Regions from separate parts of the Sus scrofa genome. Here all the other regions are linked to region 1. A link is a contact called in public targeted proximity ligation data. All regions are on one chromosome and are shown on one strand. The core of a region is the stretch at or near the end of the contact, and the rest is flanking DNA. Distances in the headings are between cores, read along the strand shown. Region 1 overlaps C5H12orf45 (chromosome 12 open reading frame 45 ortholog). Region 2 has its middle 53 kb from the start of TXNRD1. Region 3 has its middle 45 kb from the start of TRNAA-UGC.

What was found.
Region 2: a targeted proximity ligation map of alveolar macrophages shows a contact between it and region 1. A contact is called at or near these places in 1 of 5 promoter capture datasets (fetal skeletal muscle) and 1 of 2 datasets of targeted methods (alveolar macrophages).
Region 3: a targeted proximity ligation map of alveolar macrophages shows a contact between it and region 1. A contact is called at or near these places in 1 of 5 promoter capture datasets (liver) and 1 of 2 datasets of targeted methods (alveolar macrophages).

Annotation. Positions count from the first base shown.
Region 1 is chr5:79,565,152-79,569,447 of Sscrofa11.1, forward strand. It overlaps C5H12orf45 (chromosome 12 open reading frame 45 ortholog), which reads right to left. Exons shown (of 4, transcript NM_001244659.1): 3 at 599-735. Among named protein-coding and RNA genes, the nearest start is that of C5H12orf45, 8.7 kb to the right of the region's middle.
Region 2 is chr5:80,158,417-80,162,402 of Sscrofa11.1, forward strand. No RefSeq gene overlaps it. Among named protein-coding and RNA genes, the nearest start is that of TXNRD1, 53 kb to the right of the region's middle.
Region 3 is chr5:80,284,324-80,288,724 of Sscrofa11.1, forward strand. No RefSeq gene overlaps it. Among named protein-coding and RNA genes, the nearest start is that of TRNAA-UGC, 45 kb to the left of the region's middle.

The sequences.
Region 1 (4,296 bases), core at 1,545-4,044:
CTGTAATCGCCCAGGCCAGTGGCGGCGGCGTGTGAAAAGGCTGCCTGGGGATACAGTCTGGAGGCACAGGTGAGGGATCTGCTGGCCGATCAGATATGATTATTAACACTGGGGTCAGCTCTGTCCAGACACAAGTGTCACAAAGGGAATTCCAGTGTAGAAATAAGCCTGCACTGAAAGACAACGTTCACATATGGCTTATGAATCGCTTACTCGGTCATACACATAGTTTATTTTTGCATTCTCAATGAATCAGACTATACTCATGCCTTTGGCGCCTTGGATAGAAAAATAAGAAAAAAAAATGCAGTGAGGACATTCAGTGAATAAATGCTTCAAGGTAACAAATGTGACTTGAAAAAAGCCTTCCTGTGAGGCTGAATTCCTAAATTCCTAACCTTCAGCCAAGGAAGCTTATTGACCCATGAGATCCTTAATCATAAAGTGACCAAGTACCTCTGAGTACTGGAAACATGAGCTGACTTTGCAAGAAAAATAGCACTCGGAATTAAAATTAAAAAGTACTCTCTCTCTTTTTTTAGGTGACGAGGCACACTGGTAAATTTTACTCTATGAAATGAAAGCAAAGTATAGTTACCATTTGTATAACTTTTCCGAGAGTCTCATCAATATTTTCAATGTTGAAACAACCAGGTGGTGCAGCTGCCATTTCTTTTCTTAGCTGTTCATTTGCCTGAGCCATCTGTGGGAGAAACGTCTGTACTCGGTCCAATACTGAGGAGAGAAAATACAGGTTATCAATATTTACATTACTTCAAATTTTAAAATCCAGAATTTCCTGTAAAACACGTCTCACTTTGATAGGAATGAGGACAATAATTACAATAAAAAATATTTCAAATTCCCCCTATTTAAAAAATCTTCATCCTCTTCTAAATTCTTTTTTTTTTTTTTTTTTTTTTGGTCTTTTTGCTTTTTAGGGCTGCTTCTGTGGCATATGGAGGTTCCCAAGCTAGGGGTCTAATCGGAGCTGTAGCCGCCGGCCTACGCCAGAGCCACAGCAAAGCGGGATCCAAGCCGCATCTGTAACCTACACCACAGCTCACGGCAACGCTGGAACCTCAACCCACTGAGCAAGGCCAGGGATCGAACCCACAACCTCATGGCTCCTAGTTGGATTCGTTAACCACTGCGCCACGACGGGAACTCCCTCTTCTAAATTCTTAAAGCAGAAGGACTATACAATTCAGCAGTTATTTCTCATTGTTTTGTGTTTTTCATATATCCTCAGAACTGGAAATGTCTACAAGGCTGGCTTTCAACAAATAGTCACTGCTTAAGTAGTAGACAATAGGATTTAATAGTTAAATGCAGGAAGCTGAGGTTTTGGGGTCAGACTGATGAGGTTATTAATGGAACCCCAGTTCCACCTCTTACCATCTGAGTTGCCTTGGGCATGTTAATAAAGCAGTGGTTGTTTTTACCTGCCCAACATCTGTTCCCTTTTCTTCTGAAAACAAAACCCTCACTTTCCTTTTAAACTCTGTCAAGAGTCTTCCGCACTCTTGTCCCTACCCCCATTCTTGCTGACATGTTCCACACTCTTGGTCACTGCGATCTGGTTCAGTGACACTGATCTGTCAGGCCCAAAAGAGATCACTCTGGGACTTCGGTTTGACCTGTTGAGAAAGATACCCTTCTTTCAGAGGAAAAGTATCCGTGAGCTGCTGAATGTAAGCCTGGAGCTGCTCCTAAACTGGTCCACTTGCCACCTGCTGGGGAGAGCTTGTTCTAGATGAAGCCAACACCTAGGAAAGCAGAACTAAGATACAGAGCAACTCAGATACAAAGCATCTGTCTGATGATACCAAGCACCTGGGTGCAGGTGTAGCTGAAATCACTGGGCTGTTTTTTCCCCAACAAAATGAGTCAACGTTATTTCTTTTTTTGGCTGAAGGCAACCTGAGCTGGTTGTTTTAGTCATCTGCAACCACAGGAGTCCTAACTAACACATTTACTCATTCAAAACCCCACTTTACTCATCAGTGTAACACTGTGCTAAGTACAGGGGAGTCAATACACAAGGGATATCTCATATCTTTAGCTCTCAAAAGAGGCCCAGGAATTCCCATCGTGGTGCAGCGGAAACGTATCCGACTAGGAACCATGAGGTTTCGGGTTTGATCCCTGGCCTCGCTCAGTGAGTTAAGGATCTGGCATTGCTGTGAGCTGTGGTGTAGGTCACAGATGCGGCTTGGATCCTGGGCTACTGTGGCTGTGGCATAGGCTGGTGGTTACAGCTCCAATTAGACCCCTGGCCTGGGAACCTCCATGTGCCATAGGTGCAGCCCTAAAACGTCAAAAGAAAAAAAATTTAAAAAGCGGCCCAGCACATAACCATGCACATAACGGGCTCTCAGATTTGTTAGGTCACCAGTGTAGTCACACAAGAGCTGACTAAAATATCCAGAGTAAGGAGGAAAAGAAGAAAACGGTGGTGAAGGTCAAGAAATGGCCTTTAATCGTAAAATAGGACTGCTGGAAGGATTCAGTGAGGTTACACACACACAAAGCCCCATACAATGCCTGGCACATACTAAATACTGAATAAAAATTAGCTCTCACACCTCTTTAAACACACAGTAAGATAAGTGACCTATAAAAATAAAGGTATAGGGGTGGGGGGTGGCACACCTGCAGCATGTGGAAGTTCCTGGGCCAAGGATTGAACCCATACCACAGCAGCGACCTGGGCCACCCCAGTGACTATGCTGGATCCTTAACCCGCTGTGCACAAGGGAACTCCAATGACATAAATCTTTACCACAAGAGGATGATCAGGCCAGATTTTGTTCTGCTTTTGTTTTTAAAAAATGAATCATGTGGAACAAAACATGCACCTACAAGTGGCATGAACCATAACTCTGAAAAGCCAAACGTTTCTAGAAGAGTACATGCTAAACTCTGAAACTAGGCCAGTTATAGTTCTTTTAAACAGAAGAAAACATAATCTAGCTTACAAGATAAATTTGAAATGTCCAGCATCCAAATTACCAAGCATGCAAATAAGCAGGGGAATATAATCCATAAAAAGAAAAAGTCAATAGAAATAGATCCAGAAATGACAGAGATTACAGAATCAGCAATAAGAATGTTAAAACATATTTATGTTAAAATAAAAATATATTATATATACATATTCAAGAAAGCAGAGAAAAATAAGAAAATTCTTCTCATTTCTCACAATGAGGAAATAAATGAAAGATATAAAAAAAGACAGAAAGTGGAATTCCAGAGATAAAAACTACAATACTTGACCTGAAAAATAAACTGGATGGGTGTAAGCAGCAGATTAGACAATAGAAAAGATTAGTGAACTTGAGGACATAACAACAGAAACTACTCAAAATGAAACACACACACACATACACACAAAAATAAGAGTGAAAACAACAACCACAAAGCCCCTACAAAACAAAACCAAGCATCAGTGAGCTGTGAGACAATTTCAAGTAGCAAAATTATGTGTAACTGGAGTCCCTTAGTGAGAGAGAAGGGGGACGTAAAAAAAAAACCTACAAAAATGACCCCAAATTTCCCAAATTTGAAAAAAAAAATTATAAATTCACAGATCCAAGTTCAACAAACCCAAACTCAAGAATCACAAAGAAAACTACAAGGCACATCACCATCAAATTGGTAAAAAATCAGGGAAAAAGAAGAACACTGTACAAACAGCCAGAGAAAAAAAGAAATCTACACAAGACAAAGATGAGAATGATAGCATCAAAAACCATACAAGTCCAAAAGACAGTAGAGCAACATCTCAAAAATATTGAAAGATGGGGCTCCCGCTGTGGCACAGCGGAAACGAATCCGACTAAAAACCATGAGGTTGTGAGTTCGATCCCCAGCCTCGCTCAGTGGGTTAAGGATCCGTCGTTGCCATGAGCTGTGGCGTAGGTCTCAGACGCAGCTTGGATCTGACGTTGCTGTGGCTATGGGGTAGGCTAGTGGCTGTAGCTCCGATTAGACCCCTAGCCTGGGAACCTCCATATGCCGCAGGAGCAGCCCTAGCAAAGGCAAAAAGACAAACAAAAAAACAAAAAAAAACACAAAAAACCTAAAGATAAAAAAAACCTGTCAACCTAGAATTCTGCATCCATTAATGACACCTTTTGAAATCAAAAGCAAAATACTTTCTTGGAGATACAAAAGCTAGTAAATTCATCAGCAGCAGGTCTGCACTCTAAGAAATGGTGTTTATCAATAATATAAACACCTTGTTTTTTAAAATGGGCTAAAGATATGAACACACAACAAAGACATAAATGG
Region 2 (3,986 bases), core at 750-3,249, 590 kb after region 1:
GAGCATGGAGGGGCCTTTTCTTCCCTGGCCTCCAAGCTTGTCCCCATGGCAGAGACAGGCTTTTTCTTCTGGGTCCCTCCAGCTGGCTCTGTGCTCTGCCTGGAGTTGCCCTCACATTCTTAAGCATCAGCTGGGCTCAGCGTCCCCTGGGAGGTATTTGAAAAGGTGGAGCGCTCTCCCCAAACCCCGACTCCCTGGCTTGGTGCCCAGGAGTGACATTTGGAGGCTGTTGTTGCAGGTGGGAGGGAGCAGGGCTGGTGTAAAAAGAGACAGAGTTGTTCTGGGCTTGCATCTCAGGGCTGCCCCCTCGCCTTTGTGGACCTCGTATGCTGAGAATTGAGTCATTCATACTCTAATAATAATAATAGCAACAGCACCCGCTCACCCAGCACCCTGTTTGTGCCCACCCGCTGCTGGTCTAAGCACTTGACCACGTGCGTCACTAACTGGATCCTCACAGCAGCTCCGGGAGGTGAGCACTGTTATTTTATGGGGGAAGAAGAGAGAGGCACTGAGAGGCTAAGTCACCCCTGCCAGGGACCCCTGCCTGCAGGAAAGCTGGCATCAGGCGGCGCCCTCTTGGCCTCACTTTCCTGTATTGCTATCACTTCCTACTCTTTGCTGGATAGCTGCCCCGTCTGCTGGAAGTGTGCTGTTTGCAGAGGTCCTTGGAAGGTGTGTGTCGTGGCGGTATGTGTGTGCATCTGTAATGTACCCAGGCACCTGTAGAGTCATTCTTTCTTGCTTTTCCACCCATGTCATGGTACATCCGCAACACTGCTGCACCATCCTGGCTCCACCCAGCCATCCCTCAGGGAGAGACACCACGATTGGGTCCAAGTCCTCGATGTCGCAAACGATGCCGCAACAGACATCTTTATGCACCTTCCCTTGAGGAAACGTGTGGGATGTCCATCAACTTCTCCAGGGCTGATGCCCGGGAGCAGGACTACAGGTCATGGAGTGCACGGTACCTGAGCCATCTAAACACCGAGAAGCCAACAGTCTATTCTTGAGGCAGCAGAGCCTGGGAGTCCCTCACTCAACGTTAATCAGCTTTTTGTCTCAGGTCTTATGACTGGAAGGCGATCTCTCTCTCTCTATTTATGTATTTATTTTGCTTTTAAGGGTCACTCCCGAAGCACATGGAGGTTCCCAGGCTAGGGGTCTAATCGGAGCTGTAGCTGCTGGCCTACACCACAGCCACAGAAACTTGGGATCCGAGCCGCATCTGCGACCTACACCACAGCTCATGGCAACGCCGGCTCCTTAACCCACTGAGCAAGGCCAGGGATCGAACCCAAATCCTCACGGACACTAGTCCAATTTGTTTCCGATGCGCCACGACAGGACCTCCACTTGTCCTTTACATTTGCCTTTTAGTCACCCATGAGTTTACATATCTTGTCAGACTTTGGGGTTTCCTCTTTGAGGAAGAACCAGTCCCATGTCCTTTGCCTGCTTTCCTTTGGGGTTTCTGTTCTTAATGATGAGCCAGAATTCCTCGCCATCATCTGGGTCCAAGGCCCTTGTTAGTTTCAGACGCTGAAACTGTCTTTGGCGCATGCTGGTCTCTCAGGGAACGCCTTTCCGTGCTGGTCTTCATGGCTCAGAACTTTTGATGCGGTTTTTGACATTTTTGCTTCATGGTTTGTGCTTTGAGGCCATGGTTTAAGAAGTCCTTCTCCACCTCTAGGTAGCTCAGATATTGTCGGTATTTACCGCATAAACATGATGGTTGTACTGACACATTTAGGTCCTTACTCTGTTCGAAGGCTACCTTTGTTATCCAGGGCTAGGTGAGGTTTTCTAGTGACACATGCAGTGATGGAGCTTCTCCAGCATTATCTTCTAAGGTATTTGCCCTTTTCTTTTGAAAAGAGCGCTGTAGCTTTTTAGCTCTGTGGCCTTATTTATTCAGGAAAGTGGCTTGTGTTCCAATCAAATTACCAGCTGCCTGGCAGAAGCAGCAGCTTGCTGTTCACACAGATGGACACTAGGGGGCACACCTTCTCTTTCTGCTCCTCAAGAGCCATGTGTGCTTAGACAAATGACTAGGTGATGCCCAACCTCATTTTGCTCATCTGAAAAATGGGTAGCACAGTTCTGAGGGTTCTTACAAAGATTAACTGAACCACTCACTGCACATAAAGTGGCCTGGAGGTGCAGCTCCTCGTCTGCAGCCCCCAGCAAATATGCCTCTTCTCTTGGTAGTTCCTCTCAGGACCATTTTAAGGCCTTTGTCCCCTGCCCCCCACTTCACTTGTACTGGCAGAGTTCCTGCTCACACCATTCCAAACATACTGAACTGCATCCCCTCCCCTTTTTAAATATAATATTTACAAGTATATGGGCATTGGATCCAATGGTATTTGATTGGCTGAAATAACATTATGGAGGCATTTAAAGACTTGTCCACTACGATTTTGCTGCATTGATTTTTTTTTTTCCCTTCATGCTTTGAAGCGTTTTGTAAAAGGTCTCAAATGTTTTTTTATAAACACCAGGTCCTTAACTCATGGCACTGAATAGGTAAAAGAGCCCAGCCTTCTCTCCACCTCAGCAGCACTAACTCACCCTGTGACTGCCATTAGCCTTTCTGTGTAAATACTGACTCCAACTCACGTCTCTCCCGTCTTCTCACCTTCTTCTTCTTTTTTTTTCCCCATGAGAGTTGCAACATTTATTTCAGGTTCTCTCTTGGTTTTGTTTTGGTTTTGTTTTTGTTTTTTCTTTTTTTGCCACACAGGCAATATGTGGGAATTCCTGGGCCAGGGATTGAACCTACGCTGCACAGCAGCAACCAGAGCCACAGCAGTGAGAATGCTGGAGCCTCAACCCGCTAGGCCATCAGAGAACTCCCTCTTCTCACTTCTGCCTGTGGAGTCCACTGTGTGCCAAGCCTGGACCTCTAGTGCAGTAGCCAAGAACGCAGGCCCTGGACTAGCCAGCGGGGTGGAGGTTCTTGTCCTGCCCTGTATTAGCCGTGACCTTAGGCAAGTTCATTAACTTCTCTAGGCCCATTTCCTAATTTATAAAAGGGGATATTAATGACACTGACCTCAACAGGGCTGTTGTGAGGATCAAGTGAATGGAGTCACATGGGCAAAGTACTGCCTGGACCAGGAAGTACTCAATTCCCTTTGCTGTTACTACTGTGCTGTTCAGAGAAGTTGGCCTCTCCTCAGGATGTGCCCCAGGGTCTCCAAAACGGGCTTGTGTGTAAAAATCACCTGGAGCACTTGACACAAATACAGATTCCCCAGGTGGTTGGTCTGGGGTGGGGCCCTGGAATCAATAATTTTAACAAGTGCCCGAGGGGTAAGGGGGAGGGATAAATTTGGAGATTGGGTTTAACATATACACACTATTATACATAAAACAGGAACCCAACAGGGACCTACTGTAGAGCACAGGGAACTATACTCAATATTTTGTACTAACCTATGAGGGAAAAGAATATGAAAAAGAATAGATATATAACAGAATCACTTTGCTGTACACCTGAAACTAAGATGATATTATAAATCAACTATACTTCGATCAAAAAAAAGTGCTCAAAACCTAGACTCAATCTCAATTTAATCTAAGAATCATATACTGTTAGGCAAATTACAGAATCTCTCTAAGCCTCAGTTTCCTCCTATGGAAGATGGGGATAAGATCTAGATTGTTGTGAAATTTTAAAAAACAAAGCCTAGGAGTTCCTGTTGTGGCACAGAAGAAATGAACCTGACTAGTGTCCATGAGGATGTGGGTTCAATCCCTGGCCTCACTCCGTGGGTCAGGGATGCAGCACTGCTGTGAGCTGTGGTGCAGGTTGCAGATGCAACTCAGATCCCAGATCTACACCATTGCTGTGGCTGTGGTGTAGGCCAGCAGCTGCAGCTCCGATTCAACCCCTATCCAGGGAACTCCATATGCCACAAATGCAGCCCTAAAAAGCAAAACAATAACAACAACAAAACAAAAACAAACAAACAAAA
Region 3 (4,401 bases), core at 1,543-4,042, 720 kb after region 1:
AACATTCAATGATGGTCTATGACAGTTTAAAAAAAAGAAGGGGGCACATAATTAACCCCTTCTTTCATGAACTCAATCCAACTGTAAACCAAAACACACTTAAAAAAAAAAAGACTAGGAGTTCCTGTTGTGGCTCAGTGGTTAATGAATCCGACTAGGAACCATGAGGTTGCGGGTTCGATCCCTGGCCTTGCTCAGTGGGTTAAGGATCCAGGATTGCCGAGAGCTGTGGTGTAGGCCGGCAGCTGCAGCTCCGGCTGGACCCCTAGCCTGGGAACCTCCATATGCCGTGGGTGCGGCCCTAGAAAAGACCAAAAAAAAAAAAAAAGGACGAAATAGGAGTTCCCGTCGTGGCTCAGTGGAAAGGAATCTGACTAGTGTCCATGAGAACACCGGTTCAATCCCTAGCCTCACTCAGTGGGTTAGGGATCCAGCATTGCTGTGAGCTGTGGTTTAGGTCAGAGATGCGGCTCAGATGTGGCATAGCTGTGGCTGTGGCATAGGCCAGCAGCTGTAGCTCTGGTGTGACCCCTAGCCTGGGAACTTCCACATGCTGTGGGTATGGCCCTAAATAAATAAATAAGACTAATAATTTGAAAGCTTTAAATTACTCACTACGCATTAATATAAAGAAGTGAACATTTAAGTGTGAAGATCCAAATGACGAGCAAAGATTTTATTTAAGTTGCCGGGCTGATGTGGGCTAAAAACACATTTTCTCTTGAATCATCTACTAGATCATGCGATATTAAATTCTCAGTGCACATTCCTAGCATGAAAGTCAGGATGACCTTTGGTTCCACACCACAGATTTCCACTCCTCTTACTACATCGGACTCACTCTATCAGGCTCAACCAGCTGCAGGAGCTGCCTCCACCCAAGCCTCAGCCCCACTGCTGAGGTCAGGACCTCTTCTCAAGAAAAGATGGTTTGACTCCAGCCCAAATACCTCACTGCTGCGTTCACAGACCTTGGTTCGAACAGAAACAGCTAAGCTACCAAAAGTGATGACTCCTGGCCCAATACTCTGAGACCGATTTAACGGGTCCAGGGCGGAGGCCAGGAAAATGAGCTTTGAAGCTACACCTCCCTTATGTGTATTAATTCTCTTGTAGGTGGTCTCAGGACCACACTTTGAGAAACACTCTTGTGCAACTAATTCTCACCTAATTCATTCTCTGGCAGGGGGTCTTAGGATCACACTTTAAGAAACACTGTCTCCGGGCCTCACTGAAGAAATGGTAGCACTGGTATCATCAGCTTTTAGAAAATTCCTCACTTCTAAAAAATTGCCCTTTGCCATATGGACAATATGAATACATTTACTGGCTCCCACCTTCAAGGCAGTGCACCAAGGACTGTGGAAGATGTTATAATGAACAAGACACACTGATTCTCAAAAATCCAGTCAGAAAAATAAGTGTTTACGAGTTAATCAAAATAGGATGGAATGTGTGTCATGGTAGAAATATAAACTCTCAGCACTCAGAAGTTTACTCTTCTTCCCAGGTATCTTGTACCCATCTACCTTTTTGATTACACATGATGACACAGCATTTTCTGTTATTCCTCCGCACTAGCCCCTATGTTAAGGGCTGAGATCATGCCTTATTTCCTGGTGTCCCTCGTGCCTGTTAAGTAATAGCTGCTTCCTTGAAGAGTCATTCAATTAAGACATTCTTCACCATTACAACTTGGGCCAGATTGTGTGAAACCTCACATTAGATTCTGGCTGCTCACTTAAGAAATCAGTTTCTTGGAACCGAGGCACATACTTTTGCAGTGGGAGGGAACTGAGAGAACATGTCGTCTAACATTTCACCAAATCCGGTGTGCAGATCACTGGCGATACCCAAGGAAGACACCTTCTAGAATGTTTACAGGTGATACATGAAAGAACATTTTAAATTTCAATTGGATGCAAATATGTCTGTGTACAGAAAAACATCCAGAACGATGCAGGGCTTTCATAGATTAATGCTTAAAACAGTGCTAAATTTATTTCAAACAGTAACTGCAGGGCAGGTGAGAAATGCATGCTATTAGAAATCAGCCAAGTGGTTGCCTTGGTGTGGGAGTAAGGGGCATGGGTGGTGGGGGGTTTCTGGGGGGGACTGGAAGTGTTTCTCTACCTGGGTGCTGGCTGGATAGGGCTGTTTAGTTTGCAAAAATTTAGTAAGCTGTATTACAATAATTGCACTTTTCTGTACGTACAGTATACTTCACTTAAAAAGTATTTCAAAGGGTGGGTGTAATTAAAGATAGTAAATAGTAGTACATGGATATGGGAGAAATCCTAAACCTGGTACAGGAAAGGCAAATTTAGGACACACAGACTAACCCTCCCCTGTGTAGATGGGAAGAAAGCCAAGGGATGGCCACAAACGAGCTGCTTGTGCTTGAGCAGGAACTGCCCCCCACTCAACCTTCTCTCCCATTCTTCCCTTCCCCCACTTAGGTCCTCAGCTCCTCCAGGATGGTCTTGTCAGCTGCTCCCAGGGGTGAGCATGAGCTTTTCCCGTCAGACACTCCCTGCCAAGTCCTAGCTCTTCCAAGGAGCTGCCTGCCTCACTTGGCTGTTTTTTTCCATTCCTCTGAGCCTTTCACCATATGCTCTGCTAACTAAATTGAAAGAGACAGATCCTCCAGCATTTAACAATTCCATTCGTGGGAATTGTTACTTTTCTGGGTCTCCGTTTTCACACTTGTAAAACCAAGAGGGGAGGGGAGCTGTACAAGGGTTAGGATCTGCACTTTGGAGCCAAGATGCCTCAGCTTAGATCCCAGCTAGTTTCATAACCCCTTGTGTTTCAGTTACTTCATCTGTAAAATGTGAGGGTATGATTCACCCGTCTCAGGGTACTGCTGATAAAGTGAAACAAGATAATTCATGTCAAGTGCTTGAAACACTGCTCAATAACTGTTCGCCATTATTATTCACTAACTGCAAAGTGGAGAAAACAGAAGCAACCTTTCCCATCTCAAAGAGTAACTGAACGGATAAAATGGGATGGTGGTGTCAGAAATGTGAAAGGGAGGGAGGGAGGAAGGAGGGAAGGAAGCTAAGATAGGGGGTGGGAAAGGGGAAGGTCTGTCTGATAAGATTTGGGATGGATGGCAAGAAGGTGGGGGGGGCCTGGGGGTCCTTGGGCGCCACCCAAGACCTGCCCAGTTAAAAGACCTAAACTTCCCTTGGGGCTTAGCTCCTTCACCCTCAGCCCTGGGTCCCGGATTCTCAAGAAAGGAAGGTAATTCCCGATGGGTAGTATGTTTCCTTTCTTTGGAAACTCAATACACACTCAACAGCCCGCAGGCAGGAAAGGGACCCGTAATTCTCCGTAGGGTTAGCTCTGAACGGTCTTCTCAGATCGTGGCTGCCCAGCACCAGCCTCCGACCACCTTGAACGCTACCTGGACGGCCGCCACCACCGACGTGTCCTGGGGTAAACACGGGGCGGTGGCTCTTTCCCGCCGCGGGGCATCCCCAAGGCCTCGCCCGTTTCTGGATTCTCCAGGCCGGCGCCCGTCGTCGGGCTCACGACGACGGCCAAGGGCTGCCAGGCCGAAGGCTCCAGGACGAGGGACCCAACCAGGGCCGGTGGTCGCCGACCGTCTGGAGGGCCCCGGGGCCGCGACGTGGCCCTCGGTCATACCTACTGAGCGGCCGCCACGTCCTCTCTTGCCCTGGGCTTCCCGCACGGCCGCCCGCGCCTCCTTGCTCTTGGCGCAGCCCATGGCGCGCGGGGCCCTGTGGGAACGCGCGGCGAGCAACGCCGAGCGGAGGCCGAGCGCCCCCTGCCGGCCGCCGCCGGCGACACCCTGCTCCCGCGCCCCTTCTCTTTCAAGCAAGTGCGTTTTTTTCTTTTCACATTAAAATACACTCACCAAAGATAAACAGGAAAATACAAAGGTGAAAGAAGGAGGGATTCCTGGCTGTGGAGCAGTGGGCTAAGAATCAGACTGCAGCGGGTCAGGTCGCTGCAGAGGCGCGGCTGGAGGCTGGGAGCAGTGGGTGGAAGGAGCCCAGGTTGCCGCAGCTGCGGAGTAGGTCACAGCTGCATCTTGGACCCAGTCACTGACCAGGGAACCTCCACGTGCCACATGCAGGGGGCGTGGCCATAAAAAGGGGGGGAAAAAGCACCATCCAAAATCCTTCCCTTTAAACTACATTTGCTGTCTACTCCTTCTTTCCAGGTTTGTTCTTTCCCCTCAATGAATAGTTTTGCACCCAGCTTTTCACCCCCTTACCGTCTCTTTTGTTTATATGGCACTGACAGCCTTCTGATTTGCCCTATATTCTTCCACGTCCTATATTTTTCCCCAGCTTCCACGTCCCTCCTCCAAAAATGTACACCCCAGCAGACTAGCAACTTTACGTATTTTTTCCTTTGCTGTATCCC